Linked DNA regions of Triticum aestivum: region 1 is linked to region 2. Evidence: chromatin contacts called from public Hi-C data. All regions are on one chromosome and are shown on one strand. Each heading gives the region's core, a stretch centred on a gene start, on an enhancer-like site or on the middle of the called end of the contact. The rest is flanking DNA. Distances are from core to core; before and after follow the strand shown. Region 1 holds the start of LOC123065903 (zinc finger protein ZAT11). Region 2 holds the start of LOC123071352 (coatomer subunit zeta-1).

The links. A called contact is a pair of places that touch in the nucleus more often than the background predicts.
Region 1: a Hi-C map of leaf shows a contact between it and region 2, with 2.7 times the contacts expected there. The contact joins the promoter of LOC123065903 here to the promoter of LOC123071352 in region 2. A contact is called at or near these places in 2 of 5 Hi-C or Micro-C datasets (both in leaf).

The regions. Positions count from the first base shown.
Region 1 is chr3B:627,783,291-627,790,002 of IWGSC CS RefSeq v2.1, forward strand. It overlaps LOC123065903 (zinc finger protein ZAT11), which reads left to right and starts at 2,961. Exons shown (of 1, transcript XM_044489097.1): 1 at 2,961-3,817. The coding sequence starts at 3,053. The coding sequence ends at 3,643.
Region 2 is chr3B:627,392,163-627,399,050 of IWGSC CS RefSeq v2.1, forward strand. LOC123071352 (coatomer subunit zeta-1) reads left to right here and starts at 4,060. Exons shown (of 6, transcript XM_044494893.1): 1 at 4,060-4,258; 2 at 4,492-4,651; 3 at 5,683-5,830; 4 at 5,931-6,008; 5 at 6,661-6,745; 6 at 6,826-6,888. The coding sequence starts at 4,256. The coding sequence ends at 6,885.

The DNA.
Region 1 (6,712 bases), core at 1,711-4,210, 390 kb after region 2:
AAAGCGCAGCTAAAACCTACAAAAATAGCGTATGTTCAACAATCTAATCAGAGATTCTGGAAGTACTGAACCGTAGGAAGATGACAGGGGTCTAGTGGAGCACCAGCATCCCCACACAAAGCACCAACCGGGCCAGGCCGTTCAGGGACCCCACACACAGTCACACATGTAGGGTCAGAAACTGAGGATACATGTCAAGATCATATACCATCGTTTGGACCAAGAAGAATTTCTGTTGCTTTCTTGTTGCTCGTTTCCGCCAACTTGCAAAACACTAGAGTTGATCAAAATCCATATCCTGGTATCGAACTTTCTAGTCTTTTCTGTGTTTGAGAGGGCGTGACCTTTTTAGTTGGAAACGGAGGCTCCAATCCCGGTCCTGGCCACGTTACAAGCCACGTCCCGGTTTAGCTATTCTATAATCTACTATATCCATTCGGAAATATTTTTTGAAGAAATGGATAAAAATGAATGTATCTAGATCTAAAATATGTTTAGATACATCCATTTCTCCGACTAGTATTTCCTGATGGAGGGAGTCCTTTTAACTTTTTCTTAGTGCAAATTCTGTAATATTCTTTTTTTAAACAAAATCCAGTAATGTACTGTATTGGGCCACGAAAGAAGAGGCCCATTTGATGAGCTGACGACCGACCGACGACGAGGAACCCTCCTATTGGGCTATAAGCCTGCGAGCAAAGCCGGCCCAATTTATTCTTTCTTCAAAGCCCTCCCTGAAAGAAAAGAAAAAGTGTCATACAAAAATCTACATCTCCCGAGGGTTCCCAAATCCCGGTCAACATTCACATGGAGCAATCAGCTTTCACTAGTGGCGCTCACCCATGGCAAACAAATGAATCTCTTTACCGCAATAATAATAATAATAATACGAATTTCTTCTTGTCGTCTGAAAGCTCAAACGGGCGAAAGCAGTAGTGTGTACACTAGAGGCGATACACGCGGCCGATTCTTGGCAAGCGGACAGATAAACCTAGTGAAAAATGTGAGTTTTGCATCCAGCGTGACTGCTGCATCATCTGAAATCTATATCTATCTAATCTATACCTCCGAGCTTTTCGAACACGTGTGAAATCGTGTCGAAGCCATCCTCGAACTGAAACCCTTCAGGTCAGATTCCCTCACGCGCATGCCAAGTGTTCGGTTCACCTCTGCGCGCACGCAGCATGAAAACCTCGTCATTTCCCACACACGACAACCAAAAGAGAAGTTCGGCACATAGTAATTCACCATGCACCCTCTCGCAGTTCGCCTGCTCCTGAATGCGACTGTACCAGCAACTCGGCGATGGCTTCCGTCTCAACGACGGCAGAGCAGAAGCAGGTACATATCCAAATCCAACCACTCGGAGTAACAGTGTCGTACAAGCTTAATAATTTTTTTTTGCGCAAGCTTAATAATAATAATCGAACTATGTTGCCTTGCTAGTCACTCGCAGCAGCCAGCGTAACCTGACCCGACGTCCCCATCATCTGCTTACCGGATAAATATCCTAGTACCAGTGGGCGGGGCAGCGGCATGGCATCCATATCACCACCCGCCTCTGACCAGAACTGTGGGTGGCTGGTGTACTCTTCCTTCCACGCGTTTCCCCTGAAACACTCCAAGAATTCGCTTCGCGAATTGGCACTCTGCTTTCCGCCCAAGAAATGGCAGGGTACGCCAGAAAAGTCAAGAGCTTCCCGCGGGATCTTCACGCCAGCGAGCGGAAGCGGGTGACCGAACAGTTCCCCGCACCTTTCCGGCGTTCGTGGCCTCGCACATCACACCTTACGTCCCGCGCAGGCTTCCGCCGCCGCCGCCGTGTGGGTTCGCACGATCGACGTGGTCCGCCCGCCGGCCGCGCAGCTAAGATGTTGGCCACACACTTGGCTCGACCGCTCGCCCAACTTCCAATCCAGCTGGCGCCGTCATCTAGCGTGCGGGAATGGCCACTGCGCTTTTCGTTCGTCAATCAAGATATGCATGTCCACGCGCGCACGGAATATACTACTCCCTCCATTTCAAAATATAGTGCGCCCACGCTTCCCGAGGTCCAACTTTGACCATAAATTTAACCAACAAGACCAACTGCGGCGGGAGAAAAAAATATATAATTGAAAACTTCTTTTGAATACGAATTCACTGATATAATTTTTGCTTCCGCCGCAATCGGTCTTGGTAGTTAAATTTGCGGTCAAAGTTGAAGCACGAGGATAGAGGAAGCACTACATTGTGGAATGGAGGGAGTACTACTAGTCAAGATATACACTACGTACGTGTGCATCGGAACAGATAGAAAGGGTCACAAGTGGATCGACGAGAACAAGTAACGAATAATCGACGGAGTCACGGAGAGCGCGCCATCTTCTTCTTCGAAAAATATGGAGAACCGCAGCGTGGCGTCACACGAAACCCTCCCTAATTCACTCGTGAAAAACACCCGTCGAGGCGTCGTCCATCATCTGTTCCACAAAACCACGGCCGCGGACGATACGAATACGATATGATCCAGTCACCTACGCCGCCACGCAAGTCGCAACGCAGCAAGCCTTGGGCGATCGCTTTTACGTGCGCACGTACGTGTAGCCGCGCGCGTCAGTACGTGGTCGATCCACGCGATGGCGATGCGAGGTCGACGAGCGATACCGATTAGTAGCTAACCATCGCCATCGCTCTCTCGTGATCGATCAGCTTCTGGAACGACGAGGCGAGAAAGCAAGCAAACTTTTTATTGCCTAACCATGTGCCCCGGCGCGCCACGCCCATGCTTGAACGAGCTAGCGAGCGCGACCGCGTGCGTGCACGTTTCTTCGTGGCCAAGCCTAGCTTGAGTTTGAGTGGCTCCACTGCCATTGGCTAGTTCGCACGCACGCACGCACGTCCGACTTTGACGTGAACAACTCTCCTTCTCTACAAGATCAGCTACCCGCAACTCCTACCGGTCGTACGTATATATGCGCCCCTGCGTGCGCGTGACTGGAATTTCAGTTCGCTGCCAGGAAGAAAAGGGGATAGCACTTGCAGCTGGTTACATAGATCGATCTCGATCGTGATGACACTTACGAGGGAGGAGGCGCACGAGAGCAAGGAGATGGAGAGCCTGCGGGTGCACGCCGACGCGCTGCTCTCGCTGGCATCGCCCGCCGCGTCGTCCACGGCGACGGCGGGCAGCAAGCCGGTGACGGCGGCGACGACGACCGTGGCGGGCAGGAGGGCGCTGGCGGCGGAGGGCGTGTTCGAGTGCAAGACGTGCAGCAAGCGGTTCACGTCGTTCCAGGCGCTGGGCGGGCACCGCACCAGCCACACGCGGCTGCAGGCGCGGATGCTACTGCACGATCAGACCGCGGACCAAGGCGCCGCCGAGAGGGACAGGGCGCGGGTGCACGAGTGCGCCGTCTGCGGGCTCGAGTTCTCCATGGGCCAGGCGCTCGGCGGCCACATGCGCCGGCACAGGGGCGAGGCGCCCCCGGGGCCGTCGACGTCGTCGGCTGCCGTGCACGGCGACGCCAGCTCCGGCGGGACGCAGCAGCAGGAGGTCATGCCGGACCTGAACTACCCGCCGATGGACGACTGCGGCGGCGATGGGCAAGAAACGTCGGCCGATCGCAGCTCCGGGCATCAGCTGCTTGATCTGCTTGTGTAGCCTTCACAGAGAACATAACAACATATACTTGTATAGATAGGATGTGCATATACAATACATACATGATGATTCCGTGTTATACTACATGGATGGCTTGATTTATTTGTTTAATTATTAAGACATGGATGGAGTTTAATTAGATTACTAATAACTAGCTACATGATGATTGAGTAATTTTCAGAGAGGATGGTTGACAAAATTTGGAACGTAATCCTTGACATGTCGTTAGCCTGTAGATCAGCAGGCTCTCTTCCGAATTCTGATTGTTGTTTTTATTCTCTTTTAGATTCCATGTTCTTTATTAGTCTTACTATTTGTTTCCAAAGACACAAACGGTGTCTAACTGAATTAGTACTAACTACGTGATGATTGAGTAAAATTGGAGAACGATCATGACATACTATTGCACAGTATTCTTTAAACTACTAGCACAATGCCTATGCGTTGCAACGGAAGAAACAACGGGAGGGACAGTTGTCTCGCTGTAAACCGACACCCGCACAACCCCCTCCTATCAGCACCCGCAGTCAACGACTTAATCCCCTCTCTCATCACAAAGTCTATTGAAGCACAACATAGTAGTTAAGCCGCGTCACCACATTGTCGCACCTCGTCCAAATCCATCAACCATGTCGCCGCAGATTCACACTGCTCTGGCCTGGCCTCCAGAGCAGCCAACCGGTTCTAGTCAGGAAATTTTGTTGTTTTGAGGCTAAATTGTTTGATTTATTTCGTAGCTTGCACATCATCATATAGTATTTAATGAAATTTTACATATTTGTGGAGAACAACTATACCGGAGGGAAAAATCAATTGTCTTGGAATTTTTAAATATCCTTTTCAAATAAAATAAAGTTCTAGGTTCCCTAGATCCATGGAGCCAAATTGCCTCACTTAGTGATTGATCTGGTATTACACATTTGAGGGTGTTTATCAGACCAAATATTTTCCCTTTATTCATGTAAAATAACTCTTATCAGACTACGCATGTACATCACATATCTTTATCTATGGTTAACGAAAAACATACTAAATATGACACCATCAAATCTGCCAGCCTGATAAATTTTCATGAGAGAAACTATTAAGTCTCTTCTCACATGTATTTCATTGAGTTCCTCGCTGGAAACAAAATACTACAATACTCGCAATTGGGTCAACTCTTAGAGAACAAAGCACGAGCTCTTTCATAAGAGTAGAGCGCAAACAAAGCATTTATTATTTCAAACAATGAAAACTAGTCACCTCCATTAATAAAAAAGCAGATGATCTCACAAGAAGATTTTATACTAAATAACAGATAGAGAAAAGGAAGTAAAGTCTGGTTTCGAAGTCGAAGTAGCGCTTAACAAGACCAACTTGAGACTAGGCAAGATATGTTTAATTATGCATGACTCCATAGTCATTATACATCACAATATCGATGAATAGAATAAACGATAGCTGAAAAAACAGAGGCCAAATGCTTGCTCTGGAAGCAAAAGATATGCTTCAGGAGAAACACAAATCACAAGAAATATGCTCCATGCTAGTAGTAGGTGGAGCTAATTTTGCTGAGGATGAGCAACATGTAGCCGGGGGCAGTGGTGGCAGGGGTTGTTGCAACAGGAAATGGAGGAGGCATGAGGGGCTTTATTGGGGCACGGACGCCGCCGGAGGCAAAGTTGTGATGCGTAGGTTGTCGGAGGAGTCGTGGGAGGGGGCGGAGGGGATGTCGAGGATGAGGGTGTGTGGTGTTGATGATGGGTGGTCGGACTACTACAACAGAGGAGAAGCACGAGACGTGTCAGCCAATTGATGACGTCAGTGTCGTACTTGTCGTGGTCGGGCAGAGGAAGGAAGGGAGTGGGGGAGACAACGAGGAGGGGAGAGTCGTGGTAGTGGTGGGCGACAGGGTGGAGAGGAGCGTGGGCCAGACAACGCCGACAATAGCCGCCGCGGTAGATCGGTTCTGACACTATCGACTGCTGCCTGTTTGTATGGAGTTTTTTTCCTGAGATGTGGCTAGTCGGGAGAGACAGGGGGTATCTAAAAATATGTACCTCGGTGCGGGCGCCTTTCTACAAAATTGCCACAAATTGCCTCCAGTCCGTTAGATACAGATCCAATGGTTGTAAATCAAAAATGGCAGATACATCATCACCACTAACTCAGATTTTTATAGGAGTAGAGAGATGTGGCTAGTCGGGAGAGACATGGGGTTATCTTAAAATATCTACATAAGTGTGGGCGCCTTTTTGCAAAATTGCCACAAATTGCCTCATGTCCGTTAGATGCAGATCCGATGGTTGTAAATCAAGAATGGCAGGCACACCATCACCACCAACTCAGATTTCTCTACTCCTATAAAAAACTCAGTTGGTGATGATGGTGTGTCTGCCATCCGTCATTTCTAACCATCAGATCTGCATCTAATGATTGTGAGTTAAGCTGTGGCATTTTTGCAACAAGGCCCCACTTCTCTGCTCCAATTTGCAGAAAACCCCTTACTATCTTGAAACCAACCACATCCTTCCCTCACCTCATTCCTTACTAGAGTGTTTTTCTTTCAAGTTTGTGAACATGTATTATTCTACTTTGGATCCGTTGCAACGCACGGGCACATTGCTAGTTTTATAGAAAAATAGAGATATACTTGTATTTGTACATATATGCTTCGATGTTGTTAATTTGTTCGGTCAAAATTCTCATTTTCATGTCTGTGGGCTATCTAGGAGGTGCTAGTATTTTCCATCTGAAAAACAAGCTCGGCGTATTGACCTTCTCCTCCCTCAAACTCGGATGTGCCTCTCGTGTGAGTATGTCGCTCCTTTGGTTGATGTGCATGTTTAAGATTGTAATGAAAAATCACGTGGGGCGATCGCCCTCTTGCATTTAGCTCAAAAAGGATTATGGCTTGTACTTCCTTCGTTCCTTTTTAGTCAGCATATAAGTTTTGTTGAAGCCAAGTGTTTCTACTTTGATCAAACTTATAAAAAAAGTATTAACATTCACAATGTCAAATCAATATTTTTAAATTCATTATGAAATATAGTTTCATAAAATACATATTTGGTATTGTAGATATTA
Region 2 (6,888 bases), core at 2,810-5,309:
GTACAATGTGTATGAAAAAGTAGTCACCAAACACAAAAATTTGAAAACATCTTAATCATCTATTGAAAAAAATGTTAAACGTGTAAAAAAACTGTTCCTCACATATATGAAAATTTTAGAACATGTCTTAAAATTTGAATATAAAAATTAAAATTTTAAAATATTGATCATGTATAAAAAAGTTAATCTTACATTATAAAAATGTTAAACACGTAATAACTTTTTTGTTGATATATACCAACAAAGTGCAATATTTATTAAGAAATTAGTCATCAAACAATTTTTTTCAAAATGTTAATGATGTATTTGAAAAATATTAAACGTGTGTATACAAAAATCCTGATGTACACATAAAATCTACAATTATATATAAAAATATAGATATGTGTTGAAGAAAAAGAAAAAAAAGAAACAGAACAAAGAAACAAAAGAAATACCACAGAAATGAAGAAAAACAGAATACTCAAATAAAACTATGAAAATCTATGCGAAAATGAAGAGAAACCAAGAAATAGAAAACAAAACTGGAGAAAAGAATTGAAAAAAAAAGAAAAGAAAGAAAGAACAAAAACCGAGAAGAAACAAAAAATTGAAGAAAAGGGAAAAACAAGAAAGAAGCCAGAAATCCGATGAAAAAGCAAAAAAGGAAAATAAAACTGTGAAGAAACAAATAAACCGATAAGAGCCTAAAAATTTGAAAAAATTGATTAAAAATAGAAAATAAAGAAAACCGTAAAGAAAACAAAAAAATTGAAATAAAACCGGATCAAACCAGTGCAACGATCGAGCGAGGATCGAAAGATTACTCGATCCCAAATGAGCGATGGAGGAAAACCTTTAAACGAGAGATGCTATAGCGAGACGTAGTGACATCACTAATTAAGGGTACCCTTGCAAAGTTTATTCCCACCTTTCCAGGATGCGACAAGTTGCATCTGTATTTGCGCCACTTGTCGCAACCTGGAAGTTTCTTTTTTTGTTGATTCGTTTTTTCAAACGTTTTAACTCTTAAACCATGTGACCAAATCGTGGACCGTTTTCACCGTTTAATTTCTCACTATATCCCATATTAATAGGTTTGACGAATTTATTTTCAAAAAGAATCTGAGAAAAACCAAGCTGGAGGCAAGATTTCACCCACCTTTTTTCTCTTTTCGAGAGGCATAGTTGTGCCTCTTGTGAAAGCGAATCTGTGCCTCCAAAGAACCAAAAAGAAAAAAAAAGAAAACATTTTTTTCCTATCCGAGAGGCACAACTGTGTCTCTCGTGGAAGCAAACTTGTTCCTCCATGAGAAGCAAATATGTGCCTTGCGTGGAAGAAAAAAACATGTTTCCCCCTTTCTGAGAGACATAGCTATACCTCTGGTGGAAACAAATCTATGCTTCTCGCGGAAGCAAATCTATGCCTCTCGCGGAAGAAAAAACATTTTTTTTCTCTTTTCGAGAGACACAGTTTGTGTCTCTTGCAAAATCAAACATGTGCCTTCATGAGAAACTTATCTATGCCTCTCGCAGAAGCAACAAGAAAGTTCGGTTTTCTTTTCAAGAGGCATAACTATGCTTGTCGTAGAAGCAAACAAACACGATTTTCCCCTTTCCTAGAGGCACAACTATGCCACTCGCGGAAGTAAAACTGTGTCTCCACGAGAATCGAATCCGTGTCTCTCGGGAAAGGGAAAAAACGCGCAGTGAATCTGCCTCTCGCAGAAGCAAAAAAAGATTCTCGATTTTTTTTCTCCAAAAACTAAGAAAAACTGGACAAAAGACAAAAAGAAGAAAAAACAGAAAAAGCATCTAAAATCCGAAAATGCTAAAAAAAGAAAGAACAAAATCCGAAGGAGCGTCCAATACTTCTTTTTGAGAGTCGCCAACACTTTATTCATCTAGCTAGGCAATTAAGCTGGATACACGAAGGGTCATGGGGGTGAACGAGCCACAGGTGGCGACCCTGATCGAGTGATAAAGAGTGTTTGGCAAGATTATGTGCATCAGTATTCGATGCTCTATTTTCGAAAATAAAATTACAACTCCTCCATGTATGTCATCAACTATTGTTTTGCAATCACTTGCCACCACCAAACTCTGAAGTGATAGGTCTTTAGCAAGCGCAAGTGCTTCGCGGCAAGCTATGGCTTCGACCACTGCAGGGTCAGTAACTTCTAAAAACACAAGAGCCGACGAGCCCAAGAACGAGCCCGTATTGTCCCGACAGACTGTTGTTGTTGCTGCTACACCTATGTCAGATAGGCCTGCATCTACATTCATTTTCATGTGTCCGCTCGGCGGGGGCGTCCAAGTCGACCTCGGTTGTGCAGCCATACGAACTGATGGCCTCCTCCTCATCCTATGGGTCAGCTCGTTGATAGCTTCCAGCTCTGTTAAGAAGTGTTGTACAAACTTGTGTGTTGCCATTTGATAGACCTCTTCGTGAAATGCCTTGCGTCTGGCTGTCCAAGTTGCCCACAATGTGACTGCCATCTCCATAAATTGTGCGTGCGATAGTGACTCCTGAGCATGAAATAACCAGTGTTTGGCACTAGGTTCAGTAATATCAGCCATCTCTTCCACTATCTCCTCATTAGCCAAAGACCATACACATCGTGCCATTGAGCACTCTATTAAGGAATGTTTCTAGGAATCGATGCAACCACATAGTTGGCAATTACCGACTATACTCATATGCATGTGCTTTCTCGCATCCTCCGTCGGCAAGGAATGCCTAGCGAGCCTCCACAGAAAAGTTTTGATTTCTGAAGGGACCTTAATATTTCAAAGTGAACTCCACCCCTTCTCCTCCTGTGACAAATTTGAAACTGATGTCCGCCCATCAAGCAGATCATCTCCTCTCCTCTTTGTTTCTGCTAGCAGTCTATAGGCTGATTTCACTTAGAAAGAGCCTTTCTTTTCATACTGCCAAGCCCAAAAATCTGACATGGGAATGGTGCACAAAGGTATGTTCTTGATGGCCGCAACATCGACTGGCAAAAAAAAACTGGTGTAGAAGATTAGCTCGCCATGGCGGATTCGGTGACAAGAAGGCAATTGGCTTCATTTGAAGTGTACCTGGGAATCCAATTGTGTGACCATATCTGCGTGGTACCCCCATCGCCTATCCTTCGGATTAAACCTTGAGCTAGCATGTCCCTCCCCTCCATCAGCCATCGCCAAATCTGCGAGGGGTGAGAGCCCACAACAGCATCCAAGAAGCTCTCTTCCGGATAATAAATCGCCTTGTGAAACTTTGTACAGAGAGTCAGGCGTAATCAACAAACGCCATGCCTGTCGGGCTAATAGTGCAAGATTGAAGAGTTCAAGATCTCTGAAACCAAGCCCGCCTTACTTTTTTGGTTGTGTCATTGTATGCCAAGAGACCCAATGAGGCTTTCTCTTGCCCTCTTTGCTCCCCCAAAAGAATTGTCGTATGAGCTTGTTTAAGTGTTCACACAGCCCCATCGGGAGCTTAAAACATGACATAGAAAACACTGGGACCACTTGCGCCACTGAATTGATCAAAATTTCTTTACGCACAGAAGATATTGCTTTCTCAATCCACCCCTTAACCTTGCTCCAAAGCCTATCCCTTAGATACTTGAAAGCCCCGATTTTACTAGTTTCAATACCAGATGGCATTACCCAAATACTTTTCATTAAGAGTTTTAGTTTGCACATTGAGTATAGCTTTAACCTTCCGCCTGATAGACTTTGGACATCCTTTACTGAAAAAGACCGAGGACTTATTACTGTTGATCCTTTGGTCTGAAGTTTGACAATAAGAATTCAGTAAATTTGACACCTCCCTCGCCCCTGCACCATTTGCCTTGAAAACAACAGGCTATTATGAGCAAATAAAAAGTGATTAACCGGGGGCGCCGAAGGAGCCACCTGAATTCCACGAACTTGCGACGACTGATCTCTGGATTTGAGGAGGCCGTGACGCGCACTCTCAGCCTACCAAAATATCCTTGCGGGGCTGTCGCAATGGGTACCCAATGAAACTGAGAATTGCCCAGGGTAGCCCAATAAGCAGCCTCGGTCGTAGCTTGGGCCGGGTCCGCATAAACCAACGCTTTTCTCACACGAAAATGAAAAGGGAAATGAAAAAAACTACTCCACTCTGTCCTCGTTGTCATTATTGATCTTCGTCTTGGTCGCCCTCCCTTCGCCTGCGCTCGCGCAGCAGCAACCCGCCGCTCCCTCCGGCTGGCCGTCGTCCGTCCCGCTCCCGGCGCCCGCAAATTCTTCCTCCCCCCTCGACATGGTAATCCCTTGACCCGCCCCCTCCTCCGGCAAAATCCGACCGCGCGCGTCTCCGTTTGCCCGGTTTACTTAGGGTTTATGCCCCAGAACGGATGGCAAAATCAAGTATTTCTGGCGCAATTTTCATCTCTGTCTCGGCGGAATTAGCGTACTGCGATGTGTTACTCCACGAATTTCGCCTGCCAGGAGTGATTATTTCTCAGAGGTTGTTGGCTTTGGTCTCTGCCCGTGCAGGCGTCCTGCCCTTCGGTCAAGAACATCCTCGTGCTGGACGCGGAGGGGAAGCGCGTGGCCGTCAAGTACTATGCCGATGACTGGCCCTCCGCGTCCTCCAAGCTGGCTTTCGAGAAGTCGCTCTTCGTGAAGACCCAGAAGACCAGCGCCAGAGCAGAGGGTGAGTTTGCCTCTTGAAAGACGAGGAAAGTGTTTCTTTTTTCACTGCATCTGTGCGCTGCGAGGGTAAATGTAAAATGCAAGTTTACATTCTCCTCATGGACCAAATGTGAAATGTGCATAGCGTGTAGAAAAACCGCCATCTTCATGGGAACACTGATTAAGACCTCACTCTCTGCCAACCAAATGGGCCTAGTTGTTTAACACTGTTACTGGCTACAGTTTGTGAGGTCCCTGCAGTACATTCATCAGGTGTACCTTCTTGTTGGAGCATCGTGCCTTTTTTTTGGCTCATCTCTTTCAATCCCTTGTTGCCTTGCTGTGTTGAACAAGGATGCTATAATTTTGTCATCTGGAAATTTTTTATTTCAAAAAAGAACACGCATGAGTATTGCGTGTTACTCCTTCTGTAAAGAAATAAGTATAAGAGTGTTTAGATCACTAAGATAGAAAAGAGTCTGTTACAACCAGAATGGGAAACGGAACACCCTGGCCATCACGAAGTAAACCACAGAACTACTCCTGACTATCAAATAGAACACCACCCTGCATCATTGATCAAGCTGCTGGATCTCCCACTCGTGTCCAATGTCATCGGCCACTGTCGCAGTGGACCAAGTCGTATTGATGAACACTCATGTCCAACGTCATCGGCCACTCGTGTCCATGTATTTTGCATTTTTCTTGTAATCTTGTCTTGCTAGGCTTAGTTCTCATGTTTGAGTTTTCCTCAGGTTTCACTGCAGAGTATTATGCTCATGAATTCTGCAACTATTTGTAAAATTCACCAAACAATTAGAAATTCTGATAAAAGACTCTGTATGCACCATTGCATTATTTCTAAGTGATGCTCGGCATCATTTTATATGTATTACCTTTTCTTGGGTAAACATTAGTTTTCGGTAATTTCAATTGCTCTTATAGTTTTGATGAGAAAACAGAGTAATTTACTTGTTAGTATGGTGTTTTTTTTTCTGTTATAGTCGTCCAGCTATTTGCACCTATTAGTTTGTTTTGTTTGTCATTTTGCAGCTGATGTGGTAATGTTCGATGGCTACATCATTGTGTACAAGTTCATCCAAGATCTCCATTTTTTTGTAACTGGAGGAGATGAGGAGAATGAGCTCATTTTAGCGTCAGTTCTTCAGGGATTTTCTGATGCTGTTGGCATTCTTCTCAGGTCCCGCAAATCCCTTGTATTGTGGTTTATCCTCCCTCCATGTTGCCAGATTGTTTCCTCTTGCTTTGCTAATCAAAGTGAGTATTTTCTCTCCTTCCAGAAACAATGTAGACAAAAGGACCGCACTTGAAAATCTGGATCTCATCTTTTTGTGCCTTGACGAAGTTGTTGATGGAGGGTAATTCTCATGCTTCCACATGCTATTATGCTATAGTGTTGGTTTCCTTTAAAAATAAATAAATTTCGGCTCCTTATTTCTGTGGAATGGTGCGTGCAATAGTCATTTTCTAGTTTTTTGTATCTTCAGCAGTGAATTCAGTTACTCTGTCCGTCCCATATTAATTGTCGCCCAAAAGGATTTATCTAGCACTAAAATACGTCTAGATACATCCGTTGGAGCGACAATTAATATGGGACGGAGTGAGTAGCACTTTTACTTTCACAATTAGGATCACCTATATAGAGTTGATAGCAAAGACAAAGGGACTAAGGAGGGCGGATGTTTGTGGTGCTTTATTTATTGGTATCTTTTAGTTTGAATTCGTGGTAATTAATTTGAGCGTTAGGGATTTTTTGCTGTTCACTGTTTCAAAAAAACATCTGTACCTGATTTCTATCACCACACAATAATCGTTCAGATTTATGAAATTGGAATATGATGTATGTCTTGAGCTGTTGAGGACATGAGCAAAATAGCCTCAACTTAACATTTGCACGTGTGCCATGATAATTCAGACTTTTTGGTCAGGCAGATTGTTATTTATTTGATGAGTTGCGGACCTGCATATAATCGATTGAATAGGTTTGATTGTTCACAAATGGCCTTGCAGGATTGTTCTGGAAACAGATGGAAATGTGATAGCCGAGAAGGTGTCAGGCCATGGATTGGAAGGAGCTGGGTCGTTCACTGAGCAGGTATAACACAGTTGTGATAATGGTTCCAGCTGAAACCTATCTACTTCCAGATGACTTATTCTTCTCCCCTCTACTTGCAGACGATAAGCCAAGCCCTAGCGACAGCAAGAGAGCACTTCGCGAGGTCTCTTCTGAAGTAGTGT